Linked DNA regions of Mus musculus: regions 1, 2, 4 and 5 are each linked to region 3. The links are chromatin contacts, called in public ChIA-PET, Hi-C, HiChIP or PLAC-seq and promoter capture Hi-C maps. All regions are on one chromosome and are shown on one strand. Each heading gives the region's core, a stretch centred on a gene start, on an enhancer-like site or on the middle of the called end of the contact. The rest is flanking DNA. Distances are from core to core; before and after follow the strand shown. Region 1 holds the start of Mrc1 (mannose receptor, C type 1). Region 2 holds the start of Pter (phosphotriesterase related). Region 3 holds the start of Vim (vimentin). Region 4 overlaps Mrc1 (mannose receptor, C type 1). Region 5 overlaps Stam (signal transducing adaptor molecule (SH3 domain and ITAM motif) 1).

The links. Promoter capture Hi-C pulls out the DNA fragments that hold promoters and counts their contacts. Hi-C and Micro-C count contacts between places; a contact is called where the count stands out from the background. ChIA-PET counts read pairs in DNA pulled down with a chosen protein or histone mark. HiChIP or PLAC-seq counts read pairs in DNA pulled down with a chosen protein or histone mark.
Region 1: a promoter capture Hi-C map of pre-B cells shows a contact between it and region 3, with 3 times the contacts expected there. The contact joins the promoter of Mrc1 here to the promoter of Vim in region 3. A contact is called at or near these places in 4 of 39 promoter capture datasets (hippocampal neurons, liver and pre-B cells) and 1 of 115 datasets of contacts at active chromatin or transcription factors (bone marrow-derived macrophages).
Region 2: a Hi-C map of B cells shows a contact between it and region 3, with 9 read pairs. The contact joins the promoter of Pter here to the promoter of Vim in region 3. A contact is called at or near these places in 4 of 484 Hi-C or Micro-C datasets (B cells, embryonic stem cells and uterus).
Region 4: an H3K4me3 HiChIP or PLAC-seq map of pro-B cells shows a contact between it and region 3, with 4 times the contacts expected there. The contact joins the enhancer-like site here to the promoter of Vim in region 3. A contact is called at or near these places in 3 of 39 promoter capture datasets (hippocampal neurons, liver and pre-B cells) and 7 of 115 datasets of contacts at active chromatin or transcription factors (the NIH/3T3 cell line, T-cell acute lymphoblastic leukemia, astrocytes and 3 more).
Region 5: an RNA polymerase II ChIA-PET map of memory CD8 T cells shows a contact between it and region 3, with 14 read pairs. The contact joins the enhancer-like site here to the promoter of Vim in region 3. A contact is called at or near these places in 1 of 484 Hi-C or Micro-C datasets (LSK cells) and 4 of 115 datasets of contacts at active chromatin or transcription factors (astrocytes, embryonic limb bud, large pre-B cells and 1 more).

The regions. Positions count from the first base shown.
Region 1 is chr2:14,228,111-14,230,810 of GRCm38.p6, reverse strand. It overlaps Mrc1 (mannose receptor, C type 1), which reads right to left and starts at 1,397. Exons shown (of 30, transcript NM_008625.2): 1 at 1,238-1,397. The coding sequence starts at 1,298.
Region 2 is chr2:12,922,787-12,925,486 of GRCm38.p6, reverse strand. Pter (phosphotriesterase related) reads right to left here and starts at 1,446. Exons shown (of 6, transcript NM_001305437.1): 1 at 1,289-1,446.
Region 3 is chr2:13,573,034-13,575,733 of GRCm38.p6, reverse strand. Vim (vimentin) reads right to left here and starts at 1,423. Exons shown (of 9, transcript NM_011701.4): 1 at 740-1,423; 2 at 133-193. The coding sequence starts at 1,302.
Region 4 is chr2:14,294,275-14,296,974 of GRCm38.p6, reverse strand. Mrc1 (mannose receptor, C type 1) reads right to left here. Exons shown (of 30, transcript NM_008625.2): 15 at 2,031-2,175. Among named protein-coding and RNA genes, the nearest start is that of Mir511, 35 kb to the right of the region's middle. Within about 2 kb of position 1,389, at least 15 of the 459 cell types and tissues checked have an H3K27ac peak or open chromatin away from gene starts, as enhancers often do. A contact at or near this core is called in embryonic stem cells and pro-B cells, where this site is marked.
Region 5 is chr2:14,129,493-14,132,259 of GRCm38.p6, reverse strand. Stam (signal transducing adaptor molecule (SH3 domain and ITAM motif) 1) reads right to left here. Exons shown (of 14, transcript NM_011484.3): 8 at 1,142-1,236. Among named protein-coding and RNA genes, the nearest start is that of Tmem236, 44 kb to the left of the region's middle. Within about 2 kb of position 1,394, at least 99 of the 459 cell types and tissues checked have an H3K27ac peak or open chromatin away from gene starts, as enhancers often do. A contact at or near this core is called in LSK cells and memory CD8 T cells, where this site is marked.

The DNA of each region.
Region 1 (2,700 bases), core at 148-2,647, 660 kb before region 3:
ATGAACTTCTATGGCACACTCACACCAAAATGCAATAAGCATAATAAAACATTGTTTTGAAATAAATAAATGGTAAAAAGAGTCTGAGGGTGTGGATCTACCACAGATTACAAGTCTAGAATCCAACCCCCAGTGAGGAGCTGAGAAATCACAGGTTCTCAAGTAACACAAAGACATCTGGATCTGGAAGGGACTCTCCTGTGCCCATTTATATTCGCCTTTTACTCTCTAGAGAGAGCTGAAAGACCTCACATTTTGTGTCCCTGTAACTGGGTCCACCAAGTGACCCACAAGACCTCACACTCTGTCCCAGTATTTGTAGTCACGAAGAGAACGGCATTAGGGAGGCATCCTGCTGTCTCAAGGAGGGAAACATTCCTAAGAAAACTGAGAAAATCTTTATCATACAGTTCCCTAGAGAATTTCCTGGCATCAGCGTCACCACAGGACTTCGGCTAAGACCAAGGGTACGAACTGTGTCCAGCAGGCTTTAGTTGTCTGATGGAAGTGAAGGGTGTTGAAAAGCCAAAATAGTCTCGAAATAGACCTGGGAGTGCAAACTCTCCCAGTCCCTTCCATACTGGTGCTTAAGAATCCAGAGAAACGCTGACTCAGCAATGCCCTTGCGCATCTAAAGAGCCCTGATCTGTTCCTACGGACATATCAACCACTTTCAGACTTCAGCATCGAACACATCCACCTGTGAGACAATATGAACAATTCTGGAAGCAGAAAAGGGCGGACTTTCTAGCAATAGAAATTATGAATGAAACGGCTCACGGGAAAAGTCGAGTGTGAGAATCCCCGCGTCCTCTCCTTATCAATTTGCATCTAGGACGAGGGGCTGCAAGTTCCTCTTTCCCCACCCGAGATACTCAGCGCTATCTATTGGGAGTAGGATAGCAACGGCATAAACTGGAAACTAGAACTAGGGCAAGCAACAAAACAAGAAGGCATTGCACAAACCAGGTAGAAATACCCAGACATGATGTCCTCAGGAGGACGGAGGTGCTGGGGGGCTTCATCTTGGACAACATCTAACAACAGAGAGCAACAGCATCGCCTGACTCTAGCTCAACTCCCACCCTGGTGTGTTCAGGTCAAAGCCAAGTGCAAGCTTGATGAAGGTCAGGTAAAAACACAGATCGCTCAATTCCTCTTCCAGATGTACACAGGACTTTTAGCATAAACTTCAAACAAAATGGTATGCAAAGCCCCCACCTCAAAACAGACTTACCCAATAGCTGAACAGAGACAGGGATGACAGAGATAAAAGCCAGAAGCAGGAGAAGCCTCATGGCCCAGAGTGGATCTTCCAATGAGGGAGAAGAGGGAGACTGGGAAAGGCAAAGAATACAACCAGGTCCCCAGGTTGCCCCTTTGCTCAGTCCAAGGTCTGGGAGCTGCCTGACTGAAAAGGAGGACAGAGGAAGCTGTCCCTTTTAAAGGACTCCTGAATTTAGGAAAACCCTCCAATTGAGAGATATCCTGTCACATGGGGGCGGTTAGAAAAACAGGAATTCAAAGTTACAACTTTGCTTCGTAAGCTAAGGCACAGGAGGAAGGGGAGAGAGGAACATGTGTAGGAGAGGAGAAAACGCAGGAAGTGGGGAGAAGTGAGGACCCAGGCCATGAGCAGCAGGGAGAGGCAGCCCTGCTGAGCTCTCCACAGGTGCTGGGCAGTAACCAAACGGAGGCCATTATCTGGGTGGGAAAAAGTCTCCAGGAGGCAGCTGTGGAGGCTCTCACCCACAATTCTACAGTCAGAAAGGGAGGACACTCGCTGGAAAGCATCAGAAGCTCTTCCTGCTCAGGCTTAGAGCCCGAGCACCAACACACACACACACACACACACACACACACACACACACACACACACACACTCCTTGGAAAGGATCAAAGGTATGGTTCACGTAGAGTTTTGCCCCTGTCTCTAGAAGGAAAATGACAGAAGTTAATTTTAAGACAACCTCAATGAAGCCCAGGGATAGAAAGTTCTAGCAGCTTTCCTTAGAAAGCCAGAGGAAATAGTGGCAATAGCTTTGTTGTCGGTTCGCTGCCAGGCCTCAACCATTACAGTCCTCAGAGTTTGAAAAAGGGAAGACCTCTCTCTCTCTCTTGCAAAAGAAAGCCTGGCTTGAGTCCAAAAGTTGCTTGTTGATTCGATGACAGTGGGGTTTCGTCTTCATGATTTTGCAGGGTCGTTCACAAAGCACCACACAACCCACCTAAACACTGATTTTTTTTTTCCAGACGTTCAACAAGAATTAAGAATATTTAGAAATGGATATTTGTGGTTAGTCAGGGAAGACCTGAAACTGGAGCGTGGGAAATGTCATCGTTTCAAAAAGAAGCTCTGGAAACACTGGCGACTTAGAAGTTGTAAACAGATGGTTTACCTTCAAGTGAAAAGCTGTTCAGACCCATCCACGCTGAGGCAGGTACACACTCATTTCCCAATAAGCTGTGGTTTCTCTCAAGAATTTTCTTTTTAAAAAGCCTAAATTAGGAAGATTCTGAGAAGGGACCCACCGTTCTTTTTCATTCTATCAAGGCTTAACTGACAAAGAAAATTCTCCCACAACTGGTGAGAGGCTGCAAACGTTTCCTTTTCAATCACTGCGTAACTGACTTATCACAGGAACACCGAAACAGTCTTGCGTTTGTAGCGCAGGCTGGCCTTGAATTCTTGGTTCCTCT
Region 2 (2,700 bases), core at 197-2,696, 650 kb after region 3:
AGAGATAAGAGGACAGGCTTTGGAGTCAGGAAAAACAAAACAAAACAAAACAAAAACCACTCCTCCTAACACCTTCCAGCTGTATTGCTTGAACATTCTGTATAGGATTTTGCTCATCCATACCATGAAGCTATCTGGCAAGGCTGTGTAATTAATTAGACTTTAGAGTTTAGGTAAATTTCAAAAAATAAGTACTTGGACATCCCTAGGATTCAGGAACCAGGAACAGAAATAAAATCTGTTTCCTCTTTGACTCCAAAACTACATATACTATGTTTCAGTTACTTTGATAATTTTAAAGTAACATCCAGCCTCCATAAATAAAATCATAATTTCATAAAGACACACTAGCAGAATCTGGTGTTCAAATTATCCTTTTGAAAATTGTCATCTGACTGATTGATAGTCAGAAATAGTCTGATCTTTTTCTTTTCGGTGCGCACTGCGATTCTCTCTCTTTCTCTCTCTCTTTCCCCCTCTCCCTCCTTGTCTCCTCTCTTCTTCCCTTTCCTTTTTCTTTTCTTTCTTTTTTTTTTTTTTTTGGCGTGAATTCATTATTTATAGAATGGCACCAGGCCTCAAGGATACTGTTGGACATCCATCCATCCCTTCTGTCTATGTAAACTAAAATGGAATGGTCCAAGTGGTTGTCTAGTCCCCGGGACCACTCATTCTTTCTTTGTCGCAACGAAAGCAGTATCCTTGAGTACAAAAAGTAAACGCTTGTTAGTCACTCCATGTCGGAGGAGATTTGAAGATGTCTGCCCTGGCAGGTATCACTATATCTAAGGCATCTTTACAGCCACCACTCAGAATCAGGGCGTATAAACTTTGCTCAGATATCTAAGGAGTCACATTTAAGTGTTGCAATACAGCTACAAGAAGGTAAACAATCCAGGAGAAAGTGGATTCTGCTGTTGAAGTTTGTTAAAGAAACCGGAGCAGGGAACAGATGCCTCCACCTTCCATTTCAGCCCATGTAGGGAGAGCAAAGCTACTGCAACAGGTCCCTAGAGTTCAGCAGTCAGACAGAACCGAGCAAGTACAGCACGGGACCTGCTCAGGGCCTCGAGCTTTCAAATCAGACTTTGGGAGACCTGAGGTTGGGGGAAGGTCAGCGCCCTCTGAGCCCAAGTCAGTTCTCCAAGGCTCCTGAAGCCAGGCCCCATGGTCTTTGCAACTCCGGGACCTCCAGAGAAAGGTGGCAGGGCCGCTTCCCCTTTCCCAGGGTGCCGCTCCACGTGGCTGCTTGCAGGACAAGCCCTGAGTTCCAGGCCTAAGTCCTCACCTTTCCTACCAGGTCCACAGCTACTTAACCAGCTCCGGGGCTTCCTTCATTCCGCGCTGTGCGCCGCCTTCTCCCCCTGGGAACTTGACTTGAGCTAGGTCGGCTTCCCCTCCCTTTGGGAAGTTGTCTCTCTCTTCCACCCCCACCCCCACCGCATCATCGCCTCACCCTGCCGCCGTCCCCTCCCTCCGATCCTCCCACTTTGCATGTCCACTAGCCTTTTCCCCGCCCACTGACCCTAAGTCACTCCCACTCAGATTTAAAACCACTCCCTGTGAGCCCGCGCCAGCTCTGAAACCCCGCCCATTAGGTTTCTGCTCTGACAGGGAGGATTTTAAGTCCAGGCTGAACTCCCACCAGCTGGAGGCCCTACTCAGGAGCAAGCCTGAAGTTTGCAGCTAAACTGCTCTCAGAGGCTGAGTTAAGAGCCCACCCAGTCTACATCCTAATTATCCCATTTCTCTTTGGCTCAGCTGATGTGAAATCCCCAAGGAGAAAGTAAGCTACTGGATTTTGCCCAGGTCTCAATTACAGACTCCTTGAGTAATTTTTTTTTCCTGTGTCCTCCAAGACAAGCACTGCCAATTTGATGTCATGCTGCGTTTTGTATCCCTATGATTAACACAGGGAATTCTGGCTTTCTCTCTTTTGTTGATTGTTTTGTTTTGGTTTTTTTTTTTCGTTTTCCTGGACCTGCTTGCTGCATTTAAAACTTGAGTGCTGTACTAGACCACATGAAGCAGCCCTACTACTTGGCATCACTGAACCAAGCTCAGTCAATATGCACTAGTCTGCAAATCATGGTCTTAGGAGCCGCTGTCACCATACAAAGTCTTACCTGTCTGCATTGAACTCCCATTTCATTTTAATCTGAAATCCGAGGAAGAGGAAGAACTTAGAGCAGTCATTTCTAAGGAAGACAGGTTTAGAGCTAAGAATCAATGGCTTATGAAGGCAGTTCTGTTACACTTGGAAACCAACCTGTTTCTGCTTAACGTTTAAAAATAGAGTTTTACTTGTTTAAAGGTTGTTACATTGTATTGTGTGTAGGTGAAAACGGTTTTCCTCGGAATTTCTTTCACTATATGGGTTCTGGGATGGAATTCAGATGGGCAAATCACCTTTATCTGCGAAGCCAGTCTGCAGGCAGTTTTTCTCTGATTACAGACAAGGAAACAGACTTAGAGAAGGCTCTTCAAGTTCTAGGCCAGGACTAAACTGCAGTTTAGTTTATATCAACCATGGTACCATATCTTCTTAGGGAGCTTTGATTGGAAGGCAGAAAATACTTTTATTTAAGTCAGAAGGAAAGAAAGAAGGAAAGTTACACAGTTCCCTTCTCTTTCTTTCCTCGATTACTTCTCTTTTTAAGCAATGCTACAGTAGGAGAAGCCCTTGATAAGGGGGTTAGT
Region 3 (2,700 bases), core at 174-2,673:
CGCCGCCAGGGGGCTTTACAAGCAGACGTGAAGTTCTGCACCTTTTAAAACCTAAGGGAAGTAACTTTTAGAACCGCTCGCGGGTTGGCTCCATTGGGCTGCTGGCTGCATGTGAAAAAGAAGTCTACAAACCTGTCTGAATGACTGCAGGGTGCTTTCGGCTTCCTCTCTCTGGAGCATCTCCTCCTGCAATCTGAAGCAGCAGCACATTAATCAAAGGGGAACTGGAAAACCGCCAGGGGCGGGGCGGCCACACCCAACCACAAATGCCGCCAAGCCTTGAGTCCAGAGCTGCTGTGACACCTCCACCCACAGTAGTTACTGCAACTTGTCGAGGTGGCAGCTCTCTGCAGGTGTTAGCTGGAGTTGGGGCACACTGGAAAAGACAATCACTGCCCTTCCCTTACAATTACAGCCAATCCCCTGTCCCAATATCCCAGATGCCTTTGCCATCTCTTTGTCTGGAACCCTTCACACCCATTCTTTCCTCCTGTCTGGTAACTGTAAGCCCAGAAGAAGGACCTAAGAAACTTTCTAAAAAGTTCAATGGAAGTGCTTGAGTGAGGCGAAAAGAGAAATGTTCACTGCAAAGTTTAGGTTCAGGGTGGGGCCCGCTTCCTCTGCTATCCTCCAGACAACCGCCACCCCAGCCACATCCCCAAGGGCGTGGCAGCCCCAGTGCAAGGCCCAGGACTCCCCTCCCTCCCACACCCCACCACTCGCGTAGGTCAGGCCTTACTTCTCTCGCAGCCGCATGATGTCCTCGGCCAGGTTGTCCCGCTCCACCTCGACACGGGCCTTGTCGTTGGTGAGCTGATCCACCTGCCGGCGCAGCTCCCGCATCTCCTCCTCGTACAGGTCGCCCAGGCGCGACTTGCCCTGGCCCTTGAGCTGCTCGAGCTCAGCCAGCAGGATTTTGTTCTGCTGCTCGAGGAAGCGCACCTTGTCGATGTAGTTGGCAAAGCGGTCATTCAGCTCCTGCAGTTCTACCTTCTCGTTGGTGCGGGTGTTCTTGAACTCAGTGTTGATGGCGTCGGCCAGCGAGAAGTCCACCGAGTCTTGAAGCAGCCGCACGCCCGGCACGCTGCTCCGCAGGCGCACTGCCGAGGACCGGGTCACATAGGCGCCACCGGGGGATGAGGAATAGAGGCTGCGGCTAGTGCTGGGGCGCAGTGCGCTGCCCAGACTGTAGGTGCGTGTGGACGTGGTCACATAGCTCCGGTTGGAGCTGGGCCGGCTCGATGTGCCGGAGCCACCGAACATCCTGCGGTAGGAGGACGAGGACACAGACCTGGTAGACATGGCTTCGAAGGTGGGCTGGCTTGCTGCGGCTGGAAAAACTGCAACAAGGGAATGAGGGCGCGGTGGCTGTGAATCGTAGGAGCGCTGGGGTCTCTGGGGTCCCGGAGCAAGAGTGGCAGAGGACTGGACAACGCCAAGGGCGCTGCTTTTATAACACTGTTAGGAAAGAGGGTCCCCTCCCACTGCCATCCTAGCCGCCGAGCGAGCCAGCCAATGGGGACCCGGAAAGAAGTGAGGAAGGGGGGTGGGGGAGGGAGCTCCCCTCGAGCCTTCCTCCAGGGCTGTAGGGTATCAAGCACAGTCCTGTTACTAATTGGAAGTGCTAGGCCTTTCAGGGGCTTTCCTGGTGATCACCCGAACTCTCTACTCACCCTTGGGTGCTGAGAAAGAAGGGATCGCGGGAAGGATTCATGGGGGAAGGAAGGGGGGCTCTGGAAAGTTGAGTAAAGCGATCCCTGGCACTGGGCCAAAGGGGCGTGGGACTAGGCGCGCTGGTAGGAGGGGCGTGGTCGCAGTCGCAGATCTGCGGTCTTCTGGGACTGGGTGGGTGGGGAGATCCGAGAGCGGAGGAGCAGGAAGAGCCTGCAAAAGCAGTCCTGCAGATCGGAAGCCGGGGAGAGAGAAACAAAGAGGGCCCGAGATTGGGGGTGGAGAAGCACACAGCCCAAGATATCTGGCTCAAGACCTTTGCAGAGGGCTTGTTTGACGTGGTCATATCCCCTGATCTAACGGACTCAGTTCAACTAGAGAGGATTAGGAGCCACTGCCTCTGGAGTAAAGCCCAGGGGACGGGGTGGGGTCGCTGAGTCAGTGGATATGACTCATGGAGCCCTGAGGGTGAGATCGTCTAGCGGTTCAGGAAAACCGTTAGTTGAGATTGACTCCAGACTCCAAGAGCGCTAAGCTCATTCATTGTCCGAAGTTTTAAACCAACTTTGAGAATAACCGTTCTTGTGATTGTTGGGGAAGTGTGGAGAGTTCTCCTTAGAAAGAAACTCTTGCAGACCCGGGAGAGCCACAAAACACATCCACACACCCCTACCCCCATCCCCACCCCTGACGACAAAAGCTCCCTCCCTCCCTCCTTCCCTCCCTCCCCCTTTCTCTCTTTCTTTCTCTCTCTCTCTTTCCTGCATGAAACCACACCCTAAGTTCTGGGTGAAAGAGGAAACTACTTTGGTAATTTCAAAAGCAAGCCCAGTGATCTCGGCCTTTCTGAAAGTGGACTGCATTAGAAGATAAGCAAGTCGGACAAGAAACCATTGGGTTTTGCTAAAAAATCCAATTCGGTGAATGAGTTCGGAAGAAAGGCAGTTATGTAGCTCAAGTGATAAACTGAAGAAACAGATTTCTGTAGATTTTAGAGCAGCGATGCAGGGGAGAAGATTCTAGTGACTT
Region 4 (2,700 bases), core at 140-2,639, 720 kb before region 3:
GTAACTCTTTAGCAGTGCTCTCCTGTATTTCTTTAAGTGATTTATGAAAGTCCTTCTTGATGTCCTCTACCATCATCATGAGATATGCTTTTAAATCTAGGTCTAGGTTTTCGGGTGTGTTGGGGTGCCCTGGACTGGGTGAAGTGGGAGTGCTGGGTTCTGATGATGGTGAGTGGTCTTGGTTCCTGTTAGTAGGATTCCTACGTTTACCTTTCGCCATCTGGTAATCTCTGGAGTTAGTAGTTATAGTTGACTCTGTTTAGAGATTGTTCTTCTGGTGATTCTGTTACCGTCTCTCAGCAGACCTGGGAGACAGATTCTCTCCTCTGAGTTTCAGTGCTCAGAGCACTCTCTGCTGGCAAGCTCTCTTACAGGGAAGGTGCGCAGATATCTTGTTTTTGGACCTCCTCCTGGTCGAAGAAGAAGGCCCAAAACAGGGCCTCTCTCAGAAGCTGTGTTGCTTTGGCAGTTCCCAGAAGCTGTCAGCTTCTGTGGTGCAGACTCTCACCTGTGCAGACTAAATTCCTAAGTTCCAGGGAGTCCTGGAACCAAGATGGTGACCGCTGCTCCTGAGGCTGAGGCCGTCTCCCGAGCCAGGCGGACACCTGTCCTCTGGTCCGGACGGTGGCCGGCTGCCTGTGGCCCGCCAAGAGTGCTGCCTCAGCGGCTCTGTGCTTCTGCCCGTCCCAGAAGCTGTCCGGTTCTCTGGCGCACCCTCTAACCTGTTCAGACTAATTTCCTAAGTTCTGCTGAGTCCCGGAACCAAGATGGCGACCGCTGCTGCTGAGGCTGAGGCTGCCTCCCAAGCCAGGCGGACACCTGTCCTCTGGTCCGGATGGTGGCCGGTTGTCTGCGGCCCGCCCAGGCTGCTGCCTCAGCAGCTCTGTGCTTCCGCCCGTCCCAGAAGCTATCCGGTTCTCTGGTGCACCCTCTAACCTGTTCAGACTAATTTCCTAGGTCCCGCGGAGTCCCGGAACCCAGATGGCGACCGCTGCTGCTGAGGCTGAGGCCGCCTCCCAAGCCAGGTGGACACCTGTCCTCTGGTCCGGATGGTGGCCGGTTGTCTGCGGCCCGCCCAGGCTGCTGCCTCAGCAGCTCTGTGCTTCCGCCCGTCCCAGAAGCTGTCCGGTTCTCTGGCGCACCCTCTGACCTGTTCAGACTAATTTCCTAAGTTCTGCTGAGTCCCGGAACCAAGATGGCGACCTGTAACATATTTTCTATCTGCCAGAGTAAAACAAAGCTACTAACAACATAAAGAGGCCACAGTGAGTCACTGGCAGGCAGCAGGAGACTGTTTTTAAATTTAAATTCAAAAGGATACTAATCCAGAATGTGGAAACATGTGCATCCAGCCAGCAGAGGGCAGTACCGGGTCTCTTAACTGCAGAATGGGGGCAGCGGCCATGATTCCCCAACAGCAGAGGGCAATGTGGTTCCATCCTCTTATTGCTATGGCGTCAATATGTTTTAATTCAAGGGTCAGCTTGTTTCCTCGGTGTCATAACCCAGCTCCTCTGACCACAATGCCTAACCTGTCTTTGCTCTAATTTCCAAGATATCATAAATAATATCATGTGAGTCCCACAACACCACGGCCTTCCCTATACTGCTGGTTCTGTGTTATGGATATTAAAATATCAGGTTGAAGGGAGCTTGTACCTGTTTCAGGGATAAAATAGAAGGTCAGAGGGTGAAAGTTCCAGAAAGCAAAACTGCATTGCCTTTCTACAGCACTAAAGGGCAGGTCTCCCATTAGCCCCTGCAGCTGCAGTGGATGGCCAGAGTCCCGGCTGCTGATGGGAATGTTTTTAAGGACGTGACTCTAATCCAGGATTCTTGGTGGCCTTTTGATCTTCTGTTCCTTTGGAACACTTATCTGTTTCCAACGTCCCCATTCTTATCCTGTGAAATAAGGGCCCCACAGTTCCCTGATGCTGGTATTTTTGTTTGTTTGTGCCAATGGAGGAAACAAATTGGGGTATCAGAAGGCTAGCTCTGTAATGTAAGAAAAAGAGGGGACAGATTTGTACCTTTTTGTATCTGACAAATCCAGTTGTTGAGGTGTTCACAGTTGATATCATTCCAGGACATGCCAGGGTCACCTTTCAGCTCACCACAATATTCAACATTTTGGTAATTATTTGGTTCACCGTAAGCCCAATTTTCATAGGAAACCTATGGTGGAAACATCACACTTGATCTGAACCACAACACCAGGTTGCTATGCTGTGCTAGAAACACCACATTAGGCTGCAGATATACCACGTATACCACATTAGGCTGCAGATATACCACGTATACCACATTAGGCTGCAGATATACCACGAACACCACATTAGGCTGCAGATATTAACCACGTATACCACACCAGTGCAAATTCAAATTGGGAAAGGAAAAAGAGGGGCTGTTTGGATTCTTCATTCATTTGCTTTTTACTTTTAGCTATGGAAGCACATTTTATGGACATGGGTGAGAAAGAAACAGCTTTTATTACATGGAAACTTTTAAGCAGACTAGAGTAGGGAATTGGTTTTTATAACATTTCCTTTATTCCCATTAAATAGAATGAATCCAGGGCCACAAGCAATGGGATTTATATGTAGGAAAAAGTTAGCAAGAAACTTCCATATCTCAGTCGGTAGTCGCAATTTCCTAAATTTACAGCCTGTTCTTAAGGGATGATATTTCAGTAAGTTGTTG
Region 5 (2,767 bases), core at 145-2,644, 560 kb before region 3:
GATCTACCTCTACAAAAGTGAAATAGGACAACTTGGTAGCAATGAGAAAGGACCATTTTAAAGGTCCACAATTTCAGACTTGCTAGTAAAGGCTCTTCTTCACTGTTAACATGCATGTCCACGCCATATATTCTAAGAAGATGTATACAGTATATATTGTGGTTAAGATTCAGTACCAGGTGCAAAACAGCTACAACAAAGATTCTTCCTTAAATTTTTTGTCAACTAAAGAGGAATAACAGACCTTGTGGCATTTAACTAATTTTGAATCTTTCTACCTATTTTACAGAAAGAAAAAGTGAGAGATCCTGGCAGATGAGCACAGATTAGGAATTTATATATAAAAGTTCTTTTAAGATCCTGAACCTTTCAGTCACTAACCGAAGTCTTTCCACACTTCCCGTTTGTCAAATGATTCTTAATATGAAGATTTATCACAGCACAACTATGTACAGACTCTAGAGACAGGACACAGCACTATTAAAGGGCCCTGGCAATGTTATCTCCTACTTACATTACAGCTGCCAGTACTACTTCTCTACGATCACATTTGTTTTGTTTTCAATTTAGCAAGGTTTGAAATCAAACACAAAAGTCTTTATGTGACTGATTATATAAGATTTTACCTAGTTTCTGCAAATCTGACAGAGTGTGGCCATAAAGTGGTTTACGGGCTGTACTGAAAAGTCTAAGACTGGACAGCAGAAACACTCAGGAAACAGAGTCTGTAATGCTGCACTGCATTTGCCACGCTTTCTCGGGGATGAGAAAAGAATTCACAGTACAAGACTGCTTCGTGTATTTGTGCCTTTTATGGCACCTATTCAGAAGGAGAGAGAACAAATTCTGGCAGACGTAGATTATTTCTAGTAAGGATCTTTATTTGACTTTTAGAAACAAAGTGTGATTGCGTAGCTCTGAGTAGCCATCACTTGGCTGTGTAGCACCACTCCTTCATATCCTGGAACTGCAGGAGTGTTGGGATTACAAGCACGCACCATAATGTGCACCTTGGAATTTCATTGTTAAAAAAACCTAGAGGCAAAACACTTAAGTCATTTCCCTATAAAGTTGAGCTTACTCAACTTTCATCAAGATTATGGATAATCTACCATCTACCAACAGACTGAAAAGTACTTACTCATTTCTGGTTCAGCAGTAAGATCTGCAGTTACAAAATTAGAAGGAAAAAGCCCCACGCCTTGATGGGTTTCACCTTTCCACCAGTTGGGATCACTGTGACAAACAGGAAAAGAGTGTTTCATCATTAAGAAGGGCTTATTCTGTAGTCCTAGCATTTATCCTGCACTATCACCGCAATCCAGTAAAGGAGAGAGCAGTCTCTTCTCGCAAACAGCGAGTGAGGAGCTCCTGCGGCACCCACCATCCGTTAGTGAGGTTCTAAGGCAAACAGGAAGTGAGCCTCACCCACAGAAGCTTTTATAGCTGCAGTTCTTTCCCTCACAAGGTCAGTAAATCTTCGGAGAAGCAATAAAAAGCTAGGAACAGTGTAACGATTATAATCCGCCATGCTTTCCTGGTACTATTATGGTCTCGCATGGATTCCTAACAATACAGCAGAGTTTCGAATGTGGATTTTAGTTGTCTGTCTTTTGTTGCTGTTCTCATAAATAAGAACCTAAAAAATGTTTCAGTTTGTCAAATCACACGTGTAATGTTTATATGTAAACCTTCATATGCCAATCCCTACTGAGCTCCTGACTGTAGGCAGTTTCCCTGCCATGGGTTTTATTTTCTCAGAATCAAATACTCTATTTCAGCCGTTAATGCCATGGGCCTTATACACTTCTCCTTTCCAGCTTTGACACTGGTTATCAGAGCAAATCAAACAGGGTATTATTTATTTTCAATGAGAAATGTTTAATATTGTTTATTTCCTTCAGAATGTTAGAAGAAGTGCAGATCTGATGCATTATCTTTCAAAAGTAAACAAAGCTTGCATCATTCTCAACTTCAAAACCACAAAAAACAGAACAAACAAAAACTATGGACTCTTTTCCCCAAAAGAGGCCCTTAGGCGTACTGCCTTGAGTGTCAGGAGTCACCTGGGCTTCTATGTAAGAGATCTCTCACGCTACCCATAGCATATAACTTGAAACAAAACTGTCCCCGTGCCTTCCGTGGAAAAAGTCAGCAAGTGTTTAATCAACACTTTTCCAAAGAATTAATGACCACATTGCAATGCTAGCTAACGAGCCCAAGTTTTACATCAGTTTGTCTGCTTTATGAAAATATTAATGGTCTGAATGTCTATCTTCCTAAAATCCACGTGCTGAAATCTTGTCAGTGTCAGAAGGGGGAGTTTGGAAGGTGACTAATTCATGAAGGCAGAACTTTCTTCAATGGAACTGGTGACCTTATAAGAGTCCTGATCTCTTCTTTGCTCCTGCTGCTACATGTGAAAGCATGGTAAGAACACAGCTGTGTCTCAACCAGAAAGAGCCCTCACCATTTTCCAAATCTGCCAGAGCTTGGAGTTTTCAATCTCAGAATGTGGATAAGTAAATTTGGGCTATTTAAAAAGACTACAGCAATAAAATTTAAAGTCTTTTATAAAAATAACCTTTATCAATCCAAATTCATTTTTAAAAAGCAGTTACAAATTCTAATGCTTTATGATTCACTTTACATACAAAATCATGTGGGTAAACTCTAAAAACACTGATATTGCGTAGTTCTCCCATGATACCATAAGCAAAAAATTATTATGTTTTATATGGATATATGGTTCTGTATGGATACTATC